Regions from separate parts of the Arabidopsis thaliana genome. Here region 2 is linked to region 1. A link is a contact called in public targeted proximity ligation data. All regions are on one chromosome and are shown on one strand. The core of a region is the stretch at or near the end of the contact, and the rest is flanking DNA. Distances in the headings are between cores, read along the strand shown.

Evidence for each region.
Region 2: a targeted proximity ligation map of shoot shows a contact between it and region 1, with 11 read pairs. A contact is called at or near these places in 6 of 26 Hi-C or Micro-C datasets (callus, leaf, root and 2 more) and 1 of 2 datasets of targeted methods (shoot).

What each region holds. Positions count from the first base shown.
Region 1 is chr1:25,506,347-25,513,631 of TAIR10.1, reverse strand. It overlaps FKF1 (flavin-binding, kelch repeat, f box 1), which reads right to left and starts at 4,993. Exons shown (of 2, transcript NM_105475.4): 1 at 4,624-4,993; 2 at 2,725-4,522. The coding sequence starts at 4,895. The coding sequence ends at 2,935. MAP70-1 (microtubule-associated proteins 70-1) reads left to right here. Exons shown (of 11, transcript NM_105476.5): 3 at 1-59; 4 at 129-299; 5 at 372-542; 6 at 653-808; 7 at 891-1,037; 8 at 1,146-1,217; 9 at 1,310-1,840; 10 at 1,922-2,109; 11 at 2,201-2,745. The coding sequence ends at 2,240.
Region 2 is chr1:25,536,799-25,543,473 of TAIR10.1, reverse strand. AT1G68140 (zinc finger/BTB domain protein, putative (DUF1644)) reads left to right here and starts at 1,651. Exons shown (of 2, transcript NM_105484.5): 1 at 1,651-1,967; 2 at 3,044-4,550. The coding sequence starts at 3,060. The coding sequence ends at 4,064. AT1G08967 (a long non-coding RNA gene) reads left to right here and starts at 6,156. Exons shown (of 2, transcript NR_139530.1): 1 at 6,156-6,409; 2 at 6,476-6,662.

The sequences.
Region 1 (7,285 bases), core at 3,744-6,243:
ATGAGCTAGCTAAGTTGGATGGGAAGCTCAAGTTAACTGAATCGCTTCTCCAAAGCAAAGTATGTATCAAAATCTCCCTCCTTACGATCATGATTTGGCTGGATATCTGATTATGAACTATGTTGCAGAATCTAGAAATCAAGAAGATCAATGAGGAGAAGAAGGCTTCCATGGCTGCTCAGTTTGCTGCTGAAGCTACCTTAAGAAGGGTCCATGCTGCTCAAAAGGATGATGATATGCCTCCGATTGAAGCCATTCTAGCTCCATTGGAAGCTGAGCTTAAGCTAGCTCGCTCTGAGGTATGTTTTACTCATTTGAAGTCCAAATTTCTACTTGCAAATCGGATATTAATTTATGATGTTTCTGTGAAGATTGGGAAGCTTCAAGAAGATAACAGAGCTTTGGATCGTCTCACTAAATCAAAAGAAGCGGCTTTACTTGATGCTGAGAGGACTGTTGAAACTGCTCTGGCGAAAGCTGCTTTAGTTGATGATCTTCAGAATAAGAACCAAGAGTTGATGAAACAAATAGAAATCTGTCAGGTGCTGTACTCATTATCATCTTCTTTGTATCTAGTTAGTCAGGCTTTGGATGCCTTCTACTTATCACTCATTGTTTGTTAATAATTTCTATTATCTGTTTGATTCTTTAGGAAGAAAACAAAATTCTAGACCGAATGCACAGGCAAAAGGTTGCGGAGGTGGAAAAGCTTACTCAGACTGTACGGGAACTGGAAGAGGCCGTTCTTGCTGGTGGTGCTGCTGCAAATGCCGTGAGGGATTACCAGCGGAAGTTTCAAGAGATGAACGTAAGTTAATACATTTCCGAAAAAAGAAGTATAGAATCTTTACTCAACTGATGAAGGAATATTTCTTGCTCTACTTTTGCAGGAAGAACGAAAAACTCTTGACCGGGAACTTGCGCGTGCAAAGGTTACAGCAAACAGAGTTGCGACAGTGGTTGCAAATGAATGGAAAGATGGTAATGATAAAGTGATGCCTGTGAAGCAATGGCTTGAAGAAAGAAGGTTTCTACAGGTTTACTTTGATATGATTGCCCTTTTCCTAAATTTGTGGAATCCAGATTCTTTGAAGTGACAAAGGCACACAACCTTACATTCTCACTCTTTAACTCTCTTCTTGCAGGGAGAAATGCAGCAACTCCGCGATAAGCTTGCCATATCAGATCGAGCTGCGAAATCTGAAGCACAGCTAAAAGTATTCATCGTATTTATGCATTAGTCATTGTCGAATTTATGTTCTTGTTTAACTGAACTAATTAGTAAACTATTTCCTTATACAATTTCTAGGACAAGTTTCAACTACGACTTAGAGTGCTTGAAGAGACACTGAGAGGCACATCAAGCATCAGCATAAGGAACACACCTGAGGGAAGAAGCATGAGTAATGGACCGTCTCGCAGGCAGTCAATCGGTGGATCAGATAATTTACAAAAGTTTGCGTCAAATGGCTTTTTGTCAAAGAAAACTCCGATGAGAAATTCCTTTACTTCTAATTCCACCTCGGTATTGAAGAATGCTAAAGGAACATCCAAGTCATTCGATGGAGGCACAAGATCATTGGATAGAGGCAAAGCACTCTTAAAAGGACCTGGGAATTATTCGTTCAACAAGGCTTGTGATGAAACCAAAGAATCAGAGTCACCTAATACCTGGAAAGAAGATTCAGAAGAGAAGCCACCAAGTGAACTCCCTGCACCAGCAACCGAAGACAATGTCCCAGGGGTTTTGTATGATTTACTACAGAAGGAAGTAGTCGCCTTGAGAAAATCTTCGCATGAAAAGGATCAAAGCCTCAAAGACAAGGATGATGCCATAGAGGTAAAATCTCTCTGAATGTACCATATAAAATGTTGTTAAAAAGACGTGTTTGTAATGGAAGTCTTGATATTTTTCTTGTAGATGTTAGCAAAAAAGGTTGAAACTTTAACAAAGGCAATGGAAGTTGAAGCAAAGAAGATGAGAAGGGAAGTGGCTGCAATGGAGAAAGAGGTTGCTGCAATGCGTGTGGATAAAGATCAGGATAATAGAGCTAAAAGGTCTTCAAACACCAAACCCTCATCCAACACCGCCCAGATTCTTGCTGCAAGGTATCTAACAATGTTGAATATCTTTGTCTATTTTTATGATCAAATTGCGATTTTAGCAATCAGACTAAGCTTGGTGTTCGATATTCTGCAGAGCTGCTGGCCGAAGTGGGTTAACAAGGAGTACACAATGAGATGAGGGAGGAGATGTGACTAGTTCTTGTGGTCGTATCAGTTTAAACAAGTAAAACCGTTATAGGCTGGTGTGATTTTTAAGCTCTTTTTAACCTTTATATCTCTTTTTTATTTCTCTTGCTTTCCTTTACATCCTCTGTGATTTATTGAATTACCATAGAACTTAAGGATGAAAAAGATAAGTATGCTTTCTGACTTAGATCGGCTTACACTGCTTAGCGATGACGACAAGAAAAAAGGGTGGAGGGAGAGATGTTTGACATTTTCGCATAACATTTTCTGTCCTATGGAAGTAGTTTGTTTGGCTGTATAGGTTTTAGCTCTGTATTGAAGTTTGTGTACTTTACTTTTTCGGTTTCTTCATTCTATTTACTTGAGGTGTTGTGTGATTATTTCTACTTTTGGGTTTGTGGATATATATATATATGTCCAAACTCAGTGTCTTCTCTCTTTTGGATGGTACGTCAAAAATCAAATCCTGCATGGTCGAGTAACAAGGAGAAGTATATTATAGAAGGATCTTCATACAGCAAAACCATTAACATTACATGAATATCTATCTAAAGCGTACAACAATCACTAATTTACTATGTACACACGCTTCTAGCTTCTGATATATCTCTTCTACATGTCGTAAGAGTTTGGAATGTGACAGATACAAAACCACAAACCAAATGAAGAAGGAAAGAGTCTTTACAGATCCGAGTCTTGCCGGCTAGCCAAGCAGAGTTCATGTAATTCATTGAGTATCCATTCCTCACCAGTGTGACCACCAAGGACCAATACTCTAGTTCCTCCAACAACGCATGTGCTATGTCCCCAAGCTAACTTAGGCGGTTTCCCGGGGACATTCAGGATCCTCCATGACGGTTTCTCTTCTGCAGGATCTATTAGAAACAGTTGCGAAGGAGAGTGAAGCCCTGCAATCGACCCTCCAAAGATGATGACCCTACCACACGGCATGCTCACAGCCACATGGTCTAGTCTTGGAGGCGGTACAACCACGCCTGGGAATGCGCTACACTCAAGCTCTCTCCATCTTGGTTCTTCATCCTCCAAGTCTATAGTGTATGCCTCCCCTGACCTTAGCTTTAGATGACCACTATTTGCAAGCCCGCCAAACATTAGGATTTTAGTCCGACCAAAGACCGATAAAGAATGCCCAAGTCTAGAAGGAGGAGCCCATGATGTCGGGATCTCTTTCCATGTCGGTTTATCTGTTGTCAGATCCAACAAGAAGGTGTCGCTGAGAAGCACTCCAGCGTCTGTGCAGCCACCTGAGACAACCAGTTTAGAGCCCTCAATGGTGCACGAGCTGTGCCAAGATCTTGGCAATGGAGGAGTTCCTCCTGCTACTTCCTTCCATGTGGGATGCTTAGCGTCTAGATCAAGCACAAATACATCATTAAGCAATCCTTGTCTTCCACACCCTCCAAAGACTACCAACCACGACCCGTTGAGACACGAGAGTGTGTGTCCCCAACGTCCTGGAGGCGACGACGTCACCCTCACACGCTGCCACTCAGGACACTCTGCATCAAGATTGAGAACAAAAGTATCATCCAATGGCTGCATGTTAACCCCTTCCCCACCAAATAGCACAAGCCGGTTCCCAACAGCACACGCGCTGAAATTGCAGCGGGAAGGTTGTACAATCCCTCCAACAGTAAATTTACGCCAACACACAGCTTCAAGAGTGGTGAGCTCTCTAGCTAACCGACCCCATCTTAGCTTCTTAGTCATAATCTCCAGTGTTCCAGTTATCTCTTTTCCCCACGCATTCTGACATACCATCTTCCTCACACTCTCGTTCTTCGTCAACTGCCTCAACCTCCTGCAAGCAGAACCAATTGAAGCAACGTCCCTTGGAGTTAACCGAGATAAGATGTTATGAGCCAAAACTTCATCAGATAGCTGCAATATCCCACAGAAATCTTCATGATGCTCCTTAAACCTCGGGCTTCCACTTGGAAACAAGCACTCAGATGTTTGATCAAGCTGTTGTTTATGTTTGAACACAGGATACGAGACACGGTCAAGGTCTATAGTCGTTTCAGAGAAGACCTGTATCCCAATTACGTGTGTAATGGTTCCATCATCGTCACGTATTGGAGCAAGCCGTAGTCTGTTAACCAAAGGAGTACCATCTTTTCTGAAATTAAGAAGCTCTCCTTGGAATTCAATACCTTCTTCAAGACATCTCCTAATCTCAGATACAACCACAGGATCAACCAATGGGTGACGCCTTTGAGCTCGAGGATCTCTGTACTGTAGGAATCGACTGAAACCAAGCAGATTCAACCACAAATGCAGCATTATTCAAGAGAATTGATAACAACACACTCCAATTCAAAAAGGGGGAAATCGGAGAAATTAATATACCAGTTACGACCAAGAACTTCATCGGCACGATAGCCAGTGAAGACTTCGAAGACTCTGTTGACATAGATCAAAGGAAAATCTGGCTCCAGAGCATCGGAAACAATGAACGAAGGCGGAGTCATTGGGTAATAGAACATCCCAACCTCTAACGGAAGCTTCTCATCCTCTACTTGTTCTTCGATTCCATCGTTACAGTATTCTTCTGCTTCTTCAACTCTGCCGCGTTTCTTTCGTTTTCCGGTGGCTTCTCCGATCGCATGTTCTCTCGCCATTTTTCTCGCTTACAGAAATATCTTCTTCTTCTCTGATAAGCTCTCAGCCTTATGATATTTTATTTCTTTTTGTGTCTGTTTAAACTTTTAAAATATCTTGGCTTAGTTGGTGACTTATTGACGAATATACCCTTTATATTTAAGACGAGGCAAGAAGTCTTCGCGCCAGGAGTTGGTGGCAATTTTCGTAATTAAAAGGATATATCAGGGGTATGTTTAAAAAAAGTAAGTCTACTCTTGTTCGATTGTAACACGTCACCAGGGGATATTCCGAGAAAATATCTAGCCTACTCAACCACTCGCTTCTTCCACGTCATCATATTTTGTGAAAGATATTTGTTTTTTTTTTGAAGATTGAGATTTGAGGGAAGATATTTGTTTTTGTTTGTGAAGTGTTGGAACTTGGAAGTTGGAACGCAATTGGAATCAGATTCACGTAACCGTTGACTCTGGTCAAATAATAGATATTTTTGTGAAACGCGATTCTCGAAAAGGTTACACATAATGTTAATGTAACAAATTGAGTTTTCGTGGTGAGTGGAATGGGATGATGAGACAAGGGAGTTTTTCTCCCCAGTTGAGAAAATTCAGATTTAGCTCTAAAACTTCCCACTTATATAAGTTTCTAAACAAAAAAATTACATTAGAAATACGAAAATGTACGTAAGTAATGTAAATATGTAATAATTGATAGCAATAGTGGCCATAGACCCCACATAGTGGCATACTATGAGAGTAATAGAGTTAAGTGTAGTCCTAAGATTTACAGAAGTCCAGATCTAGGCCCATACTAAATAGCTAGCCCACAAAGCCCACACAAAAACTTAATTTGAACCAAATAAATAGACAACATATTTTTTTTATTTTTCTTAACCGTGTGAGAAGGCTTCTGACCATAATCTTTCAAGTACATGAAATCAACCTTTACATATTCCAATTGTGTTCAACCAAAAAAATATTCCAATTTAAATAATATATTTCCATTCCAAAAAACTAAACACAAGAAAACTAACCCTTTTGGTATATAGACAAAATAATTGTTTCATAGATTTATCTTTTTATTTTATCTTTAATTTCTATACAATTAAAGGTAAATTAAAGGTAATTTCTATACCACTCCAACATTTCCTGTTATGTTTCATTAGCTACTTCAAGTTTTAGATTTATATCGGGTTCACAAGACGTCAATAAATTACATTCCTTATCACCTCAATAAAAAAAGTTATGATTTTTTGTTTTTCTTATTTTTTCTTTACTTTTTGATATAAAAAAAAGTTCTGGCTTTTGTTATGTAATTTGATTTTTTGAACACAAACAATCGAAACTCAAACATCTTTTTGGTGGACTAAAACCCAACAACTTTTTTTGATTGATGAAAAAAATAACATTCATTTTTGGAGAATATAAATTCAGGGAAATTTATAATTAATTAAAGGTATTGAGGCTCTATCTATTGCCAATACTTTTGGGACCGCTTGGTTCATCGCGAAGACAAAGAGACATGTTCAAAAACAATGGTACTCATCGCACCCCTGTCACTAGAATAATAGCCACTAATCCTAGTCTAACATTGGCCGGTCTGGTCTTTTTCTTTTTAAATAGTTTCATGATTGTCATCATCTCAATTTTTGTGTAAGTTAAGTTATGAGTTAATTAATGACAGAAATAGAGCGAGCAATAGTTTCTTTTGAAGTCGTGAAATGTATAACATCAATATAGATCCAAGTATGATTTTTGACCACATCCAAATTACAAATTAAAAACAAAAAAATTCTATAAATGTTTCGAATATTTATATAAAAACAGACGAAGAAAAATTGAAGTTTTGAATCATGAATGAAACAAAATCGTGCTAAGCAAAACAATTTAAATGGTTGGTGTACTGCATGTGCTTTAACGTGAGCAGTTTAATGAGAATTAGGGTTCCACATGTTAATATATATTTATAATGTTATCACAAAAATATATTTGTAATTTCACAGCTAAAATATGACTTCTTTTACCAAAACAAAAACTAAAATATGACTTGAACACGAAACAGAAAGTATATACATTCACGTATCACAGCCCTAGAATCTAGCTCACTTCCTAATTCGAAAATTGCGTAAGCTCACACGTCAGTACCCTAAACTATTACCTCCGTTTTTTCTTTTCTTTCAGGTTTTAGTTAACTAATTAATTAGTCAATAAAAACTTCAGCAAATGAAAAACAAATTTGCTGCGTGAACTTTTTTAGTTCATCAAATCTTTTGATTTTGTGGGATTCAATATCCAACTTAATACATATCATATTCATGTGCACTTTCAGTTTAGTATAAAACTCGAGATTATTAATTAAACAAAACATAAAAGACAAAAAAGTAAAAACTAAAGAGATCATATACTAAAAG
Region 2 (6,675 bases), core at 402-2,901, 33 kb before region 1:
GAATACTGAATAAAGAAAAAGATGGGTGAGATCAAACGCACCATTAAACTTTTTATTTACTCAATTCAACATCATAGATAGGTCTATAAATCAAAACATTCAAAAATTCATAATGAGTAAGAATATTCTAGAATATGGCGCTGTCTATATATTTTGAATTTTCCTATTAAAGTTGTTTTGAAAATTTCAATAGATATCTTCTTAAAGTCAAATTGGTGTTATGAGATCATAAATATATATGAGAAAGAAAAAAGAAAGAATTAACTGATTCTATATTTAGATTGTATCAAATAATATAAGTTTTATTGTTAGTTTGGTTGAACAATCTCACAAAATTTCTTGATCTCAAGGATTCATCTTTAAGAGAAGGATAACTAATTTCATTTATCCCATTAGTACTAGGCTACTAGCTAACCTAAAATATTCTTTCTATGATTTCGATGTACATACAGGTTATGTTGATAGAATATGTGTGACATATGTGAAGTCCGGATTTTGGATTCTTTTAAGCGTTATGTGATTTATTTAAGCAATAAACTATGGTTTACAAACTTGACATGTACACAAAAATAAAAGAAACTTGACATGTCTCTTTTTTTCTTTTTTCTTTTAGTTAGTGTGCTTTTAAGAAGATGTCTATATGTGATATCTTATTTATTTTTATTATAATCACTAACGTGAAATTCAAATTAGCAATTAATAATTCGTACCAAAAATACCGAGAACAAGATACTTGCCTCGGGATCGGATCTAAAAATAGTCAACTAGAAGACTTTTAATTTTTATTATTTTCATACTAACTGTCCTTTTATTAACTTAATTTCTTTCTTGCCAAAAACTTTATCAACAAAATTATCAGCTCTGTACTAATATTATTACCGAGACAACCGTTTGAAATTGTCTATCTATTAAGAGTATTTACATTAGTAGATCTAATCCTATATAAAATCGTTATCTTAAATCGAATTAGCATACAATATAAGGTTACTTGCAAATCATGTAAGATTATCCACATATACTTTTCGTACAGTACTTTTTTTTTATAAGTATCCATTTTATTCAGAGTTGATTACGGATACAAAAAAAAGAGGTTAATCCGTAGAAATCAAATTGGATAATGAATGTTTCACAATTGTATAAAATCTATAGTCAAAACACACAATGTTGCAGTATCATCGAATGACTATCAATATGAGGAGTTACTATATTATTAGAGTACCAAAAAGTTTATAGACTTAAGATTAACATTTCAACAACAAATCAAGCTTATGGACTTTGGATTAACATTTCAACACAACAATATGATGATCCGTCTTTACACGGGAAAGCATGTGTCAAAAGAATATGCATGTGTTTTGTTTTACTTATCTTACCAAAAAAGAACTTTTTGCTGATTTTAGATATAGAAAAATATAGCATATAGTAATATAGTGGAAAACTAAAACATTTGACAGAGGAGACGTGGGACAAGAGAGCAAGCGGCGCCGCAGCCATATCTCTCGTTCAAATTTTATAATTACAATTAAGAAAAGGTCAAATGCATTTCCCATTGTCTCTTTGTATCTCTTTGTGTCACTAAGTCAACCTTTAATTGAAATCCTCCATATATTGATCTGTCCAATATCAAATTTTAACTATGGATAAGTATATGTCTAATTCGTGGCCAGGCCCATTAGGGACTTTTAGAGGGCCTTTAAAACAATAAGCACGCGCGTCAGTCTTACGTATTGTAAGGACGCGTGGACGTTTTACTTGACGTGAAGGAAAGAGAAACTCCGATACCAGAGCTTGGTGGAGCAGTGGAGACGCTTCCACGCGAATCTCGCAGTCCCACTCGTCTTCCTCCTTCCCTCTCTTCCTTTGAATACCTTACCTCTCTCGGTCTCGCTCCCTCCCTCGATTCAAGCCTATTCGTCTTCTTACGCTGTGTCTTGAAACCCTAATCTTTTTCATTTCAATCCCTAAAGGTGAAGTCTTTATTGCGTGTTCGTCTTCTCTGTCTTCGTTTCTACTCTTATTCGTCTAATTTGCGATCTGGGTTAGTGTTTTTTTCTTACGGATTTTAGTGGGTCCGTGTTAGATTATCGAGATATTGATGTAATTCGAACTTGTGCGCCGCTGGAAAAACTGAATTTTGTGTAGCTATGACTTTTCCGATTTCTGGTTAGGTTCATGAGTCATTGAAAATTTGTTGAATTGTATAATTGAACTTGTCAGAATCCATCTGTGTATTCTTATGTTTTTGAATTCTAGGGTTATCGAGAGCATTTCGTTCTTTCTTATACATTTATGCTAACATTTTTATATAAATTTCTATGGATCTGAGATGTGTCAAAGGTCTTTGTTCCATGTGGATTAGATTAGATTCTAAGGTTTCTCCTTTGTTTGTTTAATAATTGATTCACTGTCATGTCGCGTGAGTTGTTCTGTGAAGCATGTTCCTTTTGGTTGTCTTGTAACATGTCTGCACATCTTTTGTTATTTTTTTATTTTCTTTTATGTAATCTTATTAACTGTATTTGATTTGATGCGAGACTTTGTCTCACCAGTTTTTATTCTTGGTATCTCTATACATTGATTCTCCATCTGTTTGCTTTCCATAACTTGTCGATTTGGTTTTGTCATTGTGTTAGTTATCTTGTGAGTTTGAATCACTTTTCTAGGCTTCCAAGCTAGTGAGGTACATTACTTCGTTTGTTTGATCTCTTTTCGTTTCGGTATGAGTTCCTTGATTTGATTTAAGTTTCATAGATTAGCATTGTTTGTTGATCATGCAATTCCAGGGATGTATGAATTCAACATGTTTATTCGAACCTCCCTCTTTGTTTGCTATGAGGTTGTGAAATATCTTTTATAGATGCATATGTAAAGCATTATCATGAAATAGTTCCCAAATCAGAGTGTGGGATGCTACTACTAATCATGTTGTATGCTGAATGGTGAACTGGAAAAATATATGTAGTTTCCATGAAGAGATATCTACTTGTATTGTTACAAACTTTTATGTGGAGTTCTTTTGCTAATTTGATGAGGATTTGTACAGGTGTGATTTTGAGATTATGGCCAAAGCTAGGAAGGCAGGACGTAGGGTTCCTTCACGACGCTTCAGGGCAAGAGCAAAACCATACAAATTTCCATCTTCTAAAAGACTTGTGGCGAGAAACATGTTTGCGGAAGATTGTTCAAAGTGTCTAGAGAAGAGGGATTGGGAGAATGTTATATGTTCGGTTTGCATGGAGTGTCCACACAACGCTGTCCTTCTTCTCTGCTCATCTCATGACAAGGGATGTCGTCCTTACATGTGTGGAACCAGTTTCCGGTATTCTAATTGCTTAGATCAGTACAAGAAAGCGTCAGCTAAGCTGAAGACATCGGGCCATCAACAGATCAATAAGTCTGAGCTTGGAAATCTCACATGCCCACTTTGTAGAGGACAGGTGAAAGGTTGGACAATCGTACAGCCTGCTCGTGACTTTTTGAATCTTAAGAAGAGGATCTGTATGCAGGAGAACTGTGTTTATGCTGGAACCTTCAAAGAGCTGAGGAAACACATGAAAGTGGACCACCCTAGTGCGAAGCCGCGTGAAGTGGATCCTGATGTGGAGCAGAATTGGAGAAGGCTTGAGATCGAGCATGACCGGGACGATGTTATGAGCACGATTAGGTCGACAATGCCTGGTACAGTGGTGTATGGTGATTACGTAATTGAAAGGAACAATGCCAACGGTTCAGATTCAGACGAGGGTGGTGATGATGATGGGATCGATGCTGCATTTGGTAGGAATCTTGTGAATGTTTTCCTTCTGTTACATGCTTTTGGGGCATCAGGTAATCAGATCAGACGCTCTGATTCAGATTCGAATGACTCGACAACAATCAACCGAGGAACAAGTGAGCTGAATTTCTCTGAAGAAGAAGAGGAAGAGGAGGAGGAGGAGAGGCATAGTAACAGTAACTCTTTGGCAAGTCGAATGAGGCGACAAGGACGCGTTCTGCTGGGACGTTCAGGTAGGAGACGTAGAGATAGAGAAGCTAACCAGAACACAGGTCCTCCTCCTAGATGAGAGAGAATCACACGAATTCAAAAGAAAACCCTGTCTGATTTTGGGTTTCAGGTAAGCTTTATGGTATGGTTAGGTACAAATGTAGTTTCGACAAGTTTAAAACAAAACAAAAAAAGGCTTTTGGCCTTTCTGCTATCACCATTGGAGAATTTGGGAATTTGACTCGAAATTCTTTCATATGCTAGAGAAGCAGGCTTGCAATCTCATGTTTTATTTACTGTATTCTGATGTAACTTTCTGGGTGGAAAATTCACAAATATCTATCCTTGTGAATAAGCATGATCAGTGATGATGACCAATGAAGTCTTTTAGCGAATTATGAAATTGTGTTTCCTTGTGTTTATAGATTCCATGTGCGCTTAGAGACTTACCTATGAATCGTTGTAGAGTCTTCTAAGAGACTTAGACCACACACACTCACAAGTGTTATGTGTATGTTTCTCTTAATAACATGATTTTATTTTGGTGTAAGTGTATGATTTAAGCTTAAACATTCGTTTTTTTTCTAAAGTTAGTTTACTGCTTAGAGTTTTGGAAAATACACCAACATAGATGAAATATGTTTGGTTTTGTTTTTCGGTTTCGAGAGTTGCCTCGTATCGATGTGGTAGCTTCTACGACCAACAACACTCAACATTAAACATGTGTTTGGTTTTTGACTTTTGTTAATAACATGATCTTATTTAAGTGTTAGTGTACTATTTAAGTTAAGCATTCGGAGGTTTTTATTCAGTTCGCTTAGAGTTTTGGAAAATATACCTCACCGATAATCGATTTTATGTAATTAGTTTTGATTTTGATGGAAATGTCGATAAACAAAATGGTGGGGGCCTTTTACTCTTACGATACCTTCCTTCTATCCTTTCACTCTTTTTTACTCGTCGCTATCGAGTTTTGTCGTGTCCCCATTTTTTGGGCAAAATTACAGAATCAATAAATGGAGGAATATATAGACTGTAATTGTGAACAAATTGACAAAAAATATTAAAGAGATTTGGGTTTGGAATTGGACAAAAAGTGGCATCCACCAAAAAAAGAGATAAAGATAATTAATCAAACGGTCTATGGAAACAAAGGGTTATAAATTATGAACTTGAAGAGATTAGAGACCATTTGAAATTTTGGATAATATCAAGCTTATATCTCCATGTTCTTCAATTCTTCTGCTATATCATTTTGATGGATATTTAAACAATTTGTTTTAGTACAGTATCATTTAACAAGCAATCAATTCATTATATATTTGGAATCTAAAGATTTCAGCCGAAAGTGTTATCGAGAAGAGAGAGACAAACAAAAAAAAGAGGAAAAACGTTTTGGCTTTTTAAAAGTTTGAGGTAGAATAAAGTTATGCTTTTATAGATGTCGGTATCTTTAAGAAATTTTAGCATTATTGTCTTTTTCTCTTTTTTTTCCCCTTTGTTTGCATAGTCTTAGCATTATCGTTTAATTGTATAAGAAGTTAATTTGGTATTATGTTTTCTTTTTCACGTGCATAGGTTTTTCTTGGTAAACAGATATATAGGAATATTTGCAATGCAGATATGCATGAGAAAATTGATGATAACTGCTTTTGTACTTTTATTATGTTGCATCATGTGACATCTAAACGAACCAATCCATGAGATTGACACCGCTGAAAATAATACTATATTCAATTACATTATGATACCAAAAAGTAAGCTGATAGACCACACTTTACTTTGAAAATGGATAACGTAAATGGTTTGTTTTTATTTTTGTTAAAAGGACGTAAATGGCATGTTTATAAAAAAAAAAAATGATTTTGTTTAATCGGTGAATATAATAAGGATATGTTAAACCTTCAGTACGTATGTTATTTGCTTCTTAATAGACGATTTACATAAGTAAATACGCAAAGAGATGTCTCTTTTTAAGTTTTGATGTCCTTATTTCAAATCTTGTTTTATCAACCTTTTAAATATAACAAAGTTGAAGCTATCTGAAGGAAAGAAAAGAAAAGAAAAATGGCTAGGCCCAATGACAATGCTATAAATATTTCTGTAACAAAAAGAAATTAAGTTAATATAGAAGTAGTATATTAAAAGTTTGTGTCGTCACGATGTGACATGACCGATAAAGAAGGAGAAGAGGCAGAAGAAGGAAATCATGGAAGTGAGTGAAGGTGAGAGAGACTGATGCCTGACTCCTAACCATTTCAAACTTTGGCACTGAAATCCATGGCGTTTATCTTTTTTCTTTTAGATTTTTGTTTTTTCGTGTAAATGAAACGACACCCACTTCTTCTATTCTGATAACGACTTTTCTTCTCTTCGTATTTACATATACCATTTCTCACATTGATTTCACTTTTGCATGAATGGGTGAGCATGTTTTAGTTTGTTGTTCCTCCCATTTTATAGCATATGGTCCTTTTCATGTTAAAAGAGTGTATTGCTACAATTTCACCGGTTCCATCGTTTGTTTCAAGATTGTCCATTTTGGGTAAATGGAGGCGACTATTAAATCTACAAATACAAACGGATTATGCACATATAGAACAATTCAGATCATATTGTTCAAAACTTAATAAAGTCTAAGTTAAAAAACAACATTATAGTTTCGGTTTGAGTTCTCATAAAAATATTTT